Regions from separate parts of the Mus musculus genome. Here regions 2 and 3 are each linked to region 1. The links are chromatin contacts, called in public promoter capture Hi-C maps. All regions are on one chromosome and are shown on one strand. The core of a region is the stretch at or near the end of the contact, and the rest is flanking DNA. Distances in the headings are between cores, read along the strand shown.

What was found. Capture Hi-C pulls out chosen DNA fragments and counts their contacts.
Region 2: a contact with region 1 is called in a promoter capture Hi-C map of adipose tissue. The contact joins two enhancer-like sites. A contact is called at or near these places in 2 of 484 Hi-C or Micro-C datasets (cerebellar granule neurons and stem cell-derived neural progenitor cells) and 3 of 9 other capture datasets (adipose tissue, liver and pancreatic islet).
Region 3: a contact with region 1 is called in a promoter capture Hi-C map of adipose tissue. The contact joins two enhancer-like sites. A contact is called at or near these places in 2 of 9 other capture datasets (adipose tissue and pancreatic islet).

Annotation. Positions count from the first base shown.
Region 1 is chr4:97,909,269-97,913,070 of GRCm38.p6, reverse strand. The region is part of intron 2 of Nfia (nuclear factor I/A); the gene reads right to left. Among named protein-coding and RNA genes, the nearest start is that of Gm40208, 27 kb to the left of the region's middle. Within about 2 kb of position 2,095, at least 110 of the 459 cell types and tissues checked have an H3K27ac peak or open chromatin away from gene starts, as enhancers often do. A contact at or near this core is called in adipose tissue, where this site is marked.
Region 2 is chr4:98,059,183-98,062,788 of GRCm38.p6, reverse strand. The region is part of intron 7 of Nfia (nuclear factor I/A); the gene reads right to left. Among named protein-coding and RNA genes, the nearest start is that of Gm34218, 38 kb to the right of the region's middle. Within about 2 kb of position 1,483, at least 29 of the 459 cell types and tissues checked have an H3K27ac peak or open chromatin away from gene starts, as enhancers often do. A contact at or near this core is called in adipose tissue, where this site is marked.
Region 3 is chr4:97,688,399-97,692,273 of GRCm38.p6, reverse strand. It overlaps a transcript of Nfia not described here. Among named protein-coding and RNA genes, the nearest start is that of Gm38709, 87 kb to the left of the region's middle. Within about 2 kb of position 2,038, at least 43 of the 459 cell types and tissues checked have an H3K27ac peak or open chromatin away from gene starts, as enhancers often do. A contact at or near this core is called in adipose tissue, where this site is marked.

The DNA.
Region 1 (3,802 bases), core at 846-3,345:
AAAAATATATCCTCAAATGATCAAGGCAGTACTACTTAGGATCAGAAATAGACAGGAAGATTCAATTGCAGGGTCAGCATGTGGACAGGGAAGAACCTCTAAGATGTGCCTCTGAGATTAGGGTATGACAGATTTTAGGCATCCATAGACAGAGACACTGAGGGCTACCCATGGACAGAGATCCTGAACAGTAGCCATGGGCAGAGATGCTGAGGACTATCCACTGACAGAGACACTCAGGGATACCCATGGACAGAGATGCTCAGGGCTACCCATGCACAGAGACACACAGGGCTACCCATGCACAGAGACGCTCGGAGCTACCCACGGACAGAGACGCTCGGGGCTACCCACGGACAGAGACGCTCGGGGCTACCCACGGACAGAGACGCTCGGAGCTAGCCATGGATGGAGATGCTGAGTGTTTGCTACTCCTTTTCACTATAATGAAGGAAAACAAACACTAAGATGAATACTGCAAAGAGTTTAGAATTTTATATCTGTCAAAAGGTAAAGGGTTTGTGGACTACAGGAACTTTTCTTTACACACATTAGCCCTATCACATTCGGGCATTATTATTTGACTGATACCATGAATTCTTTCGAACACCTTCCTCAGGGTAAGCACTCAATACTGTAGTGTGGTCTAAGCCAAGCCTGCACAGATGGGTGGTTACAGCTGCAGCCTCTCTGACAGGCTGCAAAAACCCTCAGGGACACTCCCCCCAGCACGAACTATCCATCTTGTTTGCTGGTACGACTCCACCTTGCTCCAGCCTTTGTTGAGCGTGTCACAGGACACTGGCCAAAATGTTACTATCTGAACAGGCCTTATTAATAGAATGAAAAATGGGCTCCCAAAACACACTTCAACAACGATAGCATGGATTTCTTGAAGTGTCTGATAATTTTAATTAAAAAGGTGCATTATAATAATATTTTTTAAATCTTCAGGAACATTTGACGCCTCTCTAGGAAGGAGTGAACGAGGCAGCTTACTTAGTAATATCCATTCCGACTGATTAAACTGGAGCCAAAACAGTTCCTCAGGATCCAGCTTATGGTGACCCCTGAGCTGGAGAGAGGAAGGCCGGAGAGACTGAGTGAACCTTCACACCACAGAGTGAATGGGAGATCATAACATGTCCAGGCCAAAGGCTAGTGTGCACGTTGTGGAGCATTGCCACAGATCTCTCCAGTCACCTGCTTATCCTAGAACAGCTCACTGAAACATAACAATCACCGCTAGGCAGGCCAAAGTTTTATTTATTAATCTACCTTCTGAAAAAAAAAGGTAAGAAATGGTTCATAATCGCATTAAATATACACCTATCCAAGTTATAGCTACAAAAACTACAAATATAAACAAAACATATACACGTATAAACAAAAACTGCAGATGTGAAGAAAACACATAATGGGAACATGAAACGTGCCGAAGCCTCTATTGAAGTTAAAAACTAAATTTATCTCTGAGCTTCTTGGGAGCCAAGGTAAAAAGGGAAACAGGTGCGTACACAATTCTCACAGTCTGTTCACAGAGGGCAGACCTTTGATGTAAACCTTTTTTTCTACTATGGCTTGCAAAAAGAACTAACCAGTCTTCAAGTTTCTATGCTCCGATCCTGCCTGTCCCTGGTTGTTGCCTGACCTAGATTGCCAAAGATTATGAAACCACGCTTGATAAATAAATTGTGAAACGACTCGACCGATTTCTATGCTAAACAAAGAGAGGAAAAGCAAATGAACAAACGTTTCCAAACATTCAAAAGTCAGAACCACTCAAAATAAAAATTGAAACCAGCGGCAAATAAAACCAACCCAAATCTTGGCGAAGCCGAATCTCAAACCCTGTCGCTACAGGCTGGGGAGCAGCAGAGCCAGCCAGGCTGTGTCTGTCTACCGCATATGGGGGAAGGTTCCAGGCAGTATCTCCAGGCTCATCTAATGGCACGGGTTCAACACCAGTGAATGGGCCTTAAACAAAGGGAGAGCTCCTTTGAAAATGGGCGTTTGTGAGTCACCGGTCAGTGTAGCTGCACAGTTTGTGGGAGTGGGAACCGCTGGCAGCGGGGCAAAACAGTACAGCTCAGGCCTTCAGAGCTCCTAAGCCCTGAAAGGCGGCGAGGTTCGAGCCGGCTGGTCACAGTGGCACACTTGGCTGAGTGCACGGCCAGGTGGTTTGGGCATATTGGCAACAACTGGCAACCTGCCCGATACATATGGCTCAGATTGCTGCGCTCTTCCCACGAAGCCTTCCTAGACTCTTGAGCAAGCAGTCAGTCGCTTGCGCACAAAATGCGTCTGCATGTTAAATAAGATCTTTTTAATAATATCTACTGATGTAAAATCCTTTCACTAAAAAGGAAAATAAAAAGATGGAGGCAGGTGGCTGCCAAGCACGTAATGAAAGCATCTCGTGAGAGGAGGCGCCTCTGCCGATCCCTTCCAACTGGCTTTGCCCTTACTTCTGCTTTTCTCTTTCACAAGGGTTGGAACACCCTTTCCAGCCCTGGGAAGCAAGGTTTGTGTGGGCTTTCAGAAGGCTGCCAAGGGGTCAGGTGACCATGAATTCCTGAAAATATAAAATAAATAGAGAGACAATAAAAACGAACCCTGTATGGAGGAGCGTTATTAAACCATGATTGACAGATAGCACTGAAAGGTGTCAGTATAGTCTATCATGTAAATACATATCTGGAGACTTGTTAAAACACAGCCTAAGTGCTAACTACTGAGGCACATGTTACTTCCCAAGTGGTGCTAATGGCCCATAGCATAAGGCAGGATTTGGGCTTAGGAAGCCCGGCCCCACATACTCCTGTAGGGATACCACACACCACATTAAGTAGTCCACAAATAGCAGTTCCTGCCAGAGTTGGATTTTTCTCTGCTAATCGTATTTCTTGGATGTGGAACATTTCATTTCTTTTGCTGGGTACAGGAAACATATTACTTAAGGTTTGGGGCTGAGTGGCTCAGTGGTAGAGATCGTGCCTACATTTGATATACAGCACCCGCCTCCAAATCATATCACCAATTAATGCATTAGTTAATGTGATTGCATGAATTACCACCAGGACCTTGTTTCACTTTTAATAATTTGTAAATATATGTTTGTGGTCTGTTAAAATTGCAAGCCATTTATCTAATGAATTGTGCTGAATCTTCTGGAATTATATAGTCTACTTGTTAAGACGATTAAAATGGATGTTGCATTGAGTATGTGTTTTAGAATTTTTTTTTTAGCACAGCATTGCTCAAGCACTAAAATAACTTTTATCTCTCATACCAGTGGGGACTGTACACACCCACAAATCTAAAACTTTTACAAAGATACAAACATACATATTTGGTAGAAAAGAACCATTGTGTTTCCTCAGATAGAATGACATCAGCCTCAAATGAGAACAAGCAAACCTTCTTTTGAAGACAAGAAAAAATGTTTAAAAAACATTGCTACAGTTGCCCATGCTTCACCCATACAAATCTCCCCGAAAGATACTATGTAGATAAAAAATTATAAAATGCTATTATAGCAAATATTTATTTTAGGTTAAAATCTTCCAATCAATTCCTCTTCATGGACTTTAATTGCTTTGGGTTGTTTGGGGTTTTTGTTTGTTTGTTTATTTTTGTTTTTTGTTTTTAAATTTCAGAGACAACAGTTCTCTCCACAGCCCAGAAAGGACTCTAACTCTCCACAGCTGAGGTCTGCCTCAAACTCAACATCTTTCAGCTTTCAGTCTCCCATGTGCTGGCATGACAGATATAATGGAATACCCAACGTCGGGAAGTTTTG
Region 2 (3,606 bases), core at 234-2,733, 150 kb before region 1:
CTCTCCATGTTCAGTGGACGTGAGTTATAAAGGCATTAATAATCCTTGTTGAAGATGAAGATTATTCATTACCTTAAGAGCCTTTTTAATGAAGCAAGCAATAAAAAATGTATTTGGTAGATTAGACCTGATTTAACCGACATTACATTTGACAAATTCTACTTTGCACATATGGATCCCCTTTCATGCTGAGCTCTCCATAGATAATAATTCATTGTTAAAGCTCTTATACTCCTTTCAAGGAAATTTCTAGGGACTAATTCAGGACTAGAGCTTTTTTTTTTTTTTTTCTGAAGTCCGTAGTAAATGATCACTTAATGAACCCATGCAATTTGGATGCTGTACTTTACAGTGGAAGGTTCAGGTTGCATTTTTCTCTGTTGCCCTTTCAAAGCCAAGGCAGCCACAGGCTGAGCAGGCAGGGATGTTGTGAGAGGCTGCTTCTCTCCATAAATCTGATAACAGAGTCAGACGACGACGACGACTCCTTTATACTTGAACCCTGATAATTATCATTTATACAAGATTACATTAGATAAAAAAAGCTTATGTGAGATGCATAATAATTTTTTTTCCAGGAATGCTTTTGTTCTTGAATTGGAAGGACGACAGCCAAGACCCGCCAGAGGCTAATGGCCGCACGTGAAGGACTGACAACACTCATCCCAAGTCAAGTCAGGGCAGAAAAGACTCCAGACAGGGATCCATATGGTTTTCCCTTCCCTCCTTTTGTAATTTAAATCTTTACGCTGCAGGAGCTCCTACACGGAAAAACCTAGACATGTCCACAGTTTTAGGGACTCTATCTTTCTGAATACCAAGAGTGATGCATAACATGGAAGAGAAGCCAAAGTTCAGTCTGTTCTCTCTGCCTTTCTCTCACCATCCCATTGGAATGATTGAGATGCCTACTGATATGGGGGCCTCCTTAGGATTACAGTATTTTTTTAACTAATAGCGTAAGGGTCTATGGTTTTGTGGACAATTGTTGAGCAATCCTCGTAGATCCTAGAGTAAAAATGCAGGCTGGAGCAGAAGCAGGACTCCAACCCAGGTCTTGCAGATAATTAGGCAGAACCATTGCTTTCAGGCCACTTGAATTCATTTAATAAAAATTCACAGGCTCGCGGGCAGTGGTGGCGCATGCCTTTAATCCCAGCACTAGGGAGGCAGAGGCAGGCGGATTTCTGAGTTCAAGGCCAGCCTGGTCTACAGAGTTAGTTCCAGGACAGCCAGGGCTACACAGAGAAACTCTGTCTTGAAAAAGAAAAAAAAAAAGAAAGAAAAAAAATTCACAGGCTTCCACTCTGGGTTGAAGAAACCAAGTTGGGATAACCTAGGTAAAGTTTTACCCTTAGTCATTCAACTGAGGACATCACAAACAATGACTGAAATCAGAATTTTCTAGACTCTTCACTTACTCTTCTACACAATCTTGTCTTGGTAGAGCAGATTCCTATCCACTTAGTCACACTCACTGTGATAGACTCAGAACGGAGCCTGACACTTGAGATATATTTGGTGATTGCACAATAAATGGCTGAGTAAAGGAGTTTAAAAATTAAGAAAAAACAAGCATAAAACTTTCCAAGGACAAAAATATGTTTTTGCCCCCTGATGAAGAGCCAGAGAGCATGGTGAAAAATTGGTTCTAAGTTAAGACTGCATAGAATGAGATACATGTTTAGAATCCATTATGGTATCTGAGTGAAAACTCAGAAGCTAAAGAGTTAAAAGCTCCTGGTTTGCTCTTCCCCTACAAATTGTGCTGCTGGATTTAAAGAATGAAAGGAATCTTTTTTTTTCTTTCTTCCAGCACAGATTCAGTTGTTTTCACTGGTAGCAAGAAACGCTGACCAGAGAGACCTGTTTCTGACAGAATCATTTCTAGTTAGCATTGTAGGTAGGTGGTATTTCTCAAACAAGAATAGGAATGCACTGAGCTGAACAAAATTTTAGACTCAACTGTTGCAGCACCTCAAACACAAAGGTGACCACTCCACTGTCCAGAGTCCCCTGAGAATGACCTTGAGGATCAAGTGGCTTTGCCTCATGGCCTCCCAGAAAGTGATAAATGGCTTTTAGATAAGAAATAGTGGTAGCCATCAAAGAGTATGCTGCCCAAGGAAAAACACAGGTTTGAGCAAAGAATAAGTAGATAAAAGTTAAAGAAACATGACAGAAGAAATAATTCACCCGTACCATGCGCTCTCTCCATTAGTTGTTAATAAATACCATTGAACTTATTTTATTAAAGATGTAAAAGAAAATGATTAGCAGTGTAAATTTAGACTTTCATTTTTTCCTCCAATTTTTTATTAGGTATTTACTTCATTTACATTTCAAATGCTATCCCGAAAGTCCCCTATACCCTCCCCCCTCTCCCCTGATCCCCTACCCACCCACTCTCACTTCTTGGCCCTGGTGTTTCCCCTGTACTGAGGCATATAAAGTTTGCAAGACCTAGGGGCCTCTCTTCCCAATGATGGCCGACTAGGCCATCTTCTGCTACATATGCACCTAGAGATACGAGCTCTGGAGGTACTGGTTAGTTCATATTGTTGTTCCACCTATAGGGTTGCAGACCCCTTCAGCTCCTTGGGTACTTTCTCTAGCTCCTCCATTGGGAGCCCTGTGTTCCATCCAATAGTTGACTGTGAGCATCCACTTCTGTGTTTGCCAGGCACTGGCATAGCCTCACATGAGACAGGATCCCTTCAGCAAAATCTTGCTGGCGTATGCAATAGTGTCTGCATTTGGTGGCTGATTATGGGATGGACCCCGGGTGGGGCAGTGTCTGGATGGTTCATCCTTTCGTCTCAGCTCCAAACTTTGTCTCTGTAACTCCTTCCATGGGTGTTTTGTTCCCAATTCTAAGAAGGGGCAAATTGTTCACACTTTGCTCTTCTAAGTGGATTTTAGCCCAGAAACTTAGAATACCCAAGATACAACTTGCAAAACACATGAAACTCAAGAAGAAGGAAGAACAAAGTGTAGACTTTCATTTCTTTATTACGTTTTAGTAACAGCAGTGTATTCATCTCTTCCTTATGGTGTCAAACTCATTGCAGACCAAAGACTATATGGTACTTTATAGAATTAATTCTATAATGGCCGATTGATTAGGATCAATTAATTCTTAGTTAATTCCAGGAAGTCATCTAGCCTGAGATTCTAAATCAGACATCTGCTGAGTCTGCATTTGTAGGGCTGTCTTCTTCAAGCATCTTTTCTCTTGCTTGGGAAAGAAAGTCACTGTAGAGACGGAAGCAGATGATTCTAGATCATGACCTTTAATTTCCTCAGAGAGAACCTGTTATAGACATCACAAAGATCTGTTGGTTACCATTTCATCCCTGGTGTTTCTCTGGATAATCTTCTTCTTCTACTGGACACTGAGGACCACTAAAAGTCCAGAGCTAAGATTGAATCTTTTTCTTCTTTTTTTCTTCCCTTTTCCCTTGGGTTTGATGTTCTTAGTGTACCTACGTTTTTATCTAAGTCTTCTCAAATCATTTTAGTAGGAGTTATTGGGGTGAAATCAACCAAACAATTAATTTATTAGATGTTCTTTGAGATGGCTGGGGCAAGCTGTGTTGAAGAGAA
Region 3 (3,875 bases), core at 789-3,288, 220 kb after region 1:
TTTATGTGTGGGATAATCACCCAGTGTTGTCTGAGCTGGCTGCTACCAGGGAAGATAATTGAAGCAGAGTGGTGTTAAGTAACTTGCCTGTGGTCACAGGCCTCGTAAGTGGATGTGTAAGGCCAACTTTTAGTACTGATCAGGGCAGGGATGAGGGAGGAAGAGTGTGGGTCTGGAGAGGCAAATGAGAAATTCTACCCAGGGTCCGACAAGGAGGGAAGCGTTGGGTTGCCAAGCGCATGTGTCTGTGTGTTTGTGTGTATGTGTTTCATCGGAGAAGTGACAGGTTTGTAGATCACACCTGCCACCTAGGGTGGTTGACTGGATGTTTTCTTTGTATTGGTGGTGGCTTGGGGGAGTTTGCAGTGGAAATGTGGCCAAGTGGGCGAGCTACACATGGCTGCACTCACTTCGGTGATTTAAGAGGATCCAGTGCAGTTTTGGAATTACATCTCTGTTCTTTGACTGCGGTAGGATGCCTTGGGAAGATAAGCTCAAAATCTGGGCAAGTGGTTAGGGATAGAGGTTCTGGGCAAGGGTGTGCTTTGACGATGGAGTTTGAATATGTAAGCCCTTACACCAGAGCTTAGAGCATGATGCTTGGTGTGACCTGTGTACTGACAGGGATGTGGCCACATTACAAATGTAGATTTATCTGCTCTTTGGCAACTGAGAAGCTGGCTACTGAATGCCCATTGTGGGCCTGGACCTTTGCCAGTCTTGGAGATACAACCCACGGGTAGACCAAGGATAATGCCACAGAAGTCGTAAAAATGCATTTTATCTTAGCCAATAAGTGATAGAAGGCACCCAGATGACACAGTTCTAGAGGCCCCTCACACTTGTTTAGGATGAAGCACCACCAAACTGGGAGCTCCAGGAAGATATAGACTTTGTGGTTGCTCTTTGTGTTTCCTCTGGCCATGCTAGCAATTAGAGCAGTGTGTGCCACATGGTGCACACTCACTGTTACACAAACATGCCAGCTACCATTCCAAACAGATATGTGTGCAACAGGTCACCTCATTTCACAACTACCCCAATGAAGTACACAGACTATTCATAGACCTAGCCCCAAAGTGGCTCATTGAGTAGAGGTAACCTGCAAATGTAATGCCTAGGGTCTCTACTTGCAACCACTTCCCTGTGCCAAAGAGACAGCAGATTAATATGTGCTCACGGCATTTATTTAGGGCACAACTGATACTAGGGAAGGTTGCCATGCCTGGTGATGTAGGGCTACAGTTTCTCTATGTTTGGATTGGAGCTGCAGGGGTTGGGACAGGACCCTGTAGTGGTTCTTCTCTCAAAAGATGGTTATCTTTGATACAGAGCAGATATCTTCAGACCAGGCCCATAGCTCCCCATAAAAGCCACCTCATAGGGCATTTACCCTGTGTGGTAAAGCTTGTGCCAGGAGCTGTGAGGAAATGGAGGCTGAGTTTGCACTTTCAGACTCTGAGGCTCTCCACACAGGAGTGAGGGACAATGTAGAGATCTGGGGCCTGTGTGATGATCTTTGCTCTCTTTGTGACAGGCAGAGGCATGGCACAAGTCACAACCATCCTCGAGGGCGGCGAGATACATGACCCTCCACTGTGCTGCTTGCCATCCTGGAACAGCTTCTCTGTCTAAAGTTTGCCTTTGTTTGGTAAGTTTTTTGGATACCAAGGAGACGGCGATCTGATGAAGTGTCTCGAAGCTGCAGGCAGCTGGAGAGGCAACAGTATGAGAGTAAATGGCAGTGGAATGCTAATAGGCCATGTGCCTGCGACACACACTGATGGGACTTGTCTCACCCTATCACACACTGATTTCCCCACTAAAATGGTCTTTGGTAAAGGCTATTTCTGTTGCAAGTTCACCTGGACTTTGCCCTGAGTGGGGAAGCTGCCTCCTCTGACTCCTGTGTTCCTTTGAACAAAGGAGCTCCATGCATACTCCTTTGTATTCACGAAGAGCCGAAGCTCCACCACTGCACAGCTGTGCAGGCTGGGCACTCACTGAGGTGTCCTCTTGCTGGCTTGGGAACCCTGGGAAGCCCCAGCTGTGCAGAGAACAAGCTGTTGAGTAGCTTTGCTTTGGTTCACAGTGCTGACCCACCAATCAGCGGGCTTGTGATTGATGGAGGTCTGTGCTCTGGGTTATGTGAACTTGGGATGTTTTCAAGGGAAAAATCTGGTCATGAAGCAGAGGCTGGCCAGTTTGAGATAAGTGTGAAAAACACATTACAAAAGGAAACAAACCCCAAGTTTCCTGATGAGGGAAACAGCCCTATTTAAGATGTCTCTTTGTGCACGTGTTCCTGCACACGGGGCTGAAGACTGGGTGTGTGACAGTGTGTGAGCTTGGTGTGTGGGTATGCACAAGTGTTAGAGACTGGTGGAGAGAAGAGACAGAATATAGACGTGGCTAGGGAAGGCAGGATATTAATCATGCTAAAAGCAATCTGGCCCCATGGGATTTATAAGGATCCAACTAAAATCAATGGGAAATTTTATGAGACAATTTTCTTCTTGCTGGCTCTGGGGATTGTTTGAACTCTCATGGAGCTTTGGGCAGGGCTGGCTCAGAACTCTTCCAGTTCTCACACCTGGGTATGAGACTATGTCTTTTTCATGTCGGCAGCTTGGGGGTGAGTCATCATGGAGGACTGCAGCCCTGACCTCCTGACTTCCTTGGCTCCTTGGCTCAGAACTCTGGCTCTTTGAAAACATTAAGAAGGTGTGGGAGGAAGAGGAAAGGGGTCAGAGGGCCATGGCCAGTGTGCTTTGTGGTGTTCAGACAGATGGGAGAGGACAGAAGACACACACGGGCACCAGTGGCTCCCCATTTGCTTCAGATCCTAGTTAGATACCAGGTTTTTCACCCATCTCCTATTCTTCCCACCCAGGCAGCCAACAGTTCACACTACTGCAGGCTGTTGCAGGAGCCAGCTATCTTTGATGATCTCTCTCTTTATGCTGATGTCCTCCATTAGCCAAACTTCCAGGGAGTAATTTTCTTATTGTGATGGGCCTTGTTGCATAAACAGGATTAATTATGTACATTCAGAAAAGTACAGAAAGCATTGGCTAGGACTCCAGTAGTCACCACTGAGTTCTGGAAGATCACCTGTGTTAAGCAAACGTCTTCCTCAGTCCTGGAAGTAAATATCAGGTAAAGCCAGCATATAATAACTCCAATGGAGCCTTTAATGTACACACACACACACACACACACACACACACACACACACACACACGCGCGCGCGTGTGTTTCTGTGATTGCTGATATTTATCTCCGTGTAGTCTTTAGCAGGACCATTTGGCAAGGGATATGTGCCAGTAATTCCACTTGTGACTGTTAGTGCTGAGAAAGAGCTCAAATAAGCATGAAACATGTAGAAGGATAGTCAGTCTAATGGAGAAAACATAGTGACTACTCAGTTATGCCCTCCTATCAAAACAAACAAACAAACAAATAAACAAAAAACAAAAAAAGCTATGGTTAATAACATGAAATATCACATAGTAGTTAAACAAGAGCTACATGCAGTATGGGTATAATGTTATATAAAAAGAAGCAGAAAAAAGGCTCATTTTTCATGGCCAAGCTAAAGATACAATCCTTCTCTTTAATGAAGCATTCTGTGAAAAAATTCATCCAAATGAAATCAATTGCCTTTTCTCTCCCATAAAGCTTTATAACTTTGCAACTCATATCCAGCAATACTCTTATTGGATAAAAGAATACTGTGGGTTTTCTGACAGTCTTTAGCTGTGTCCCAGTGCCTTCTCCCCCAAGTCTGATCTAACCTCATATGGCCATTATACTCTCTGAGGATGTGGCTTGATTGTAAAGTGCTTGCCTGACATACGAGAGGTGTTAGGCTC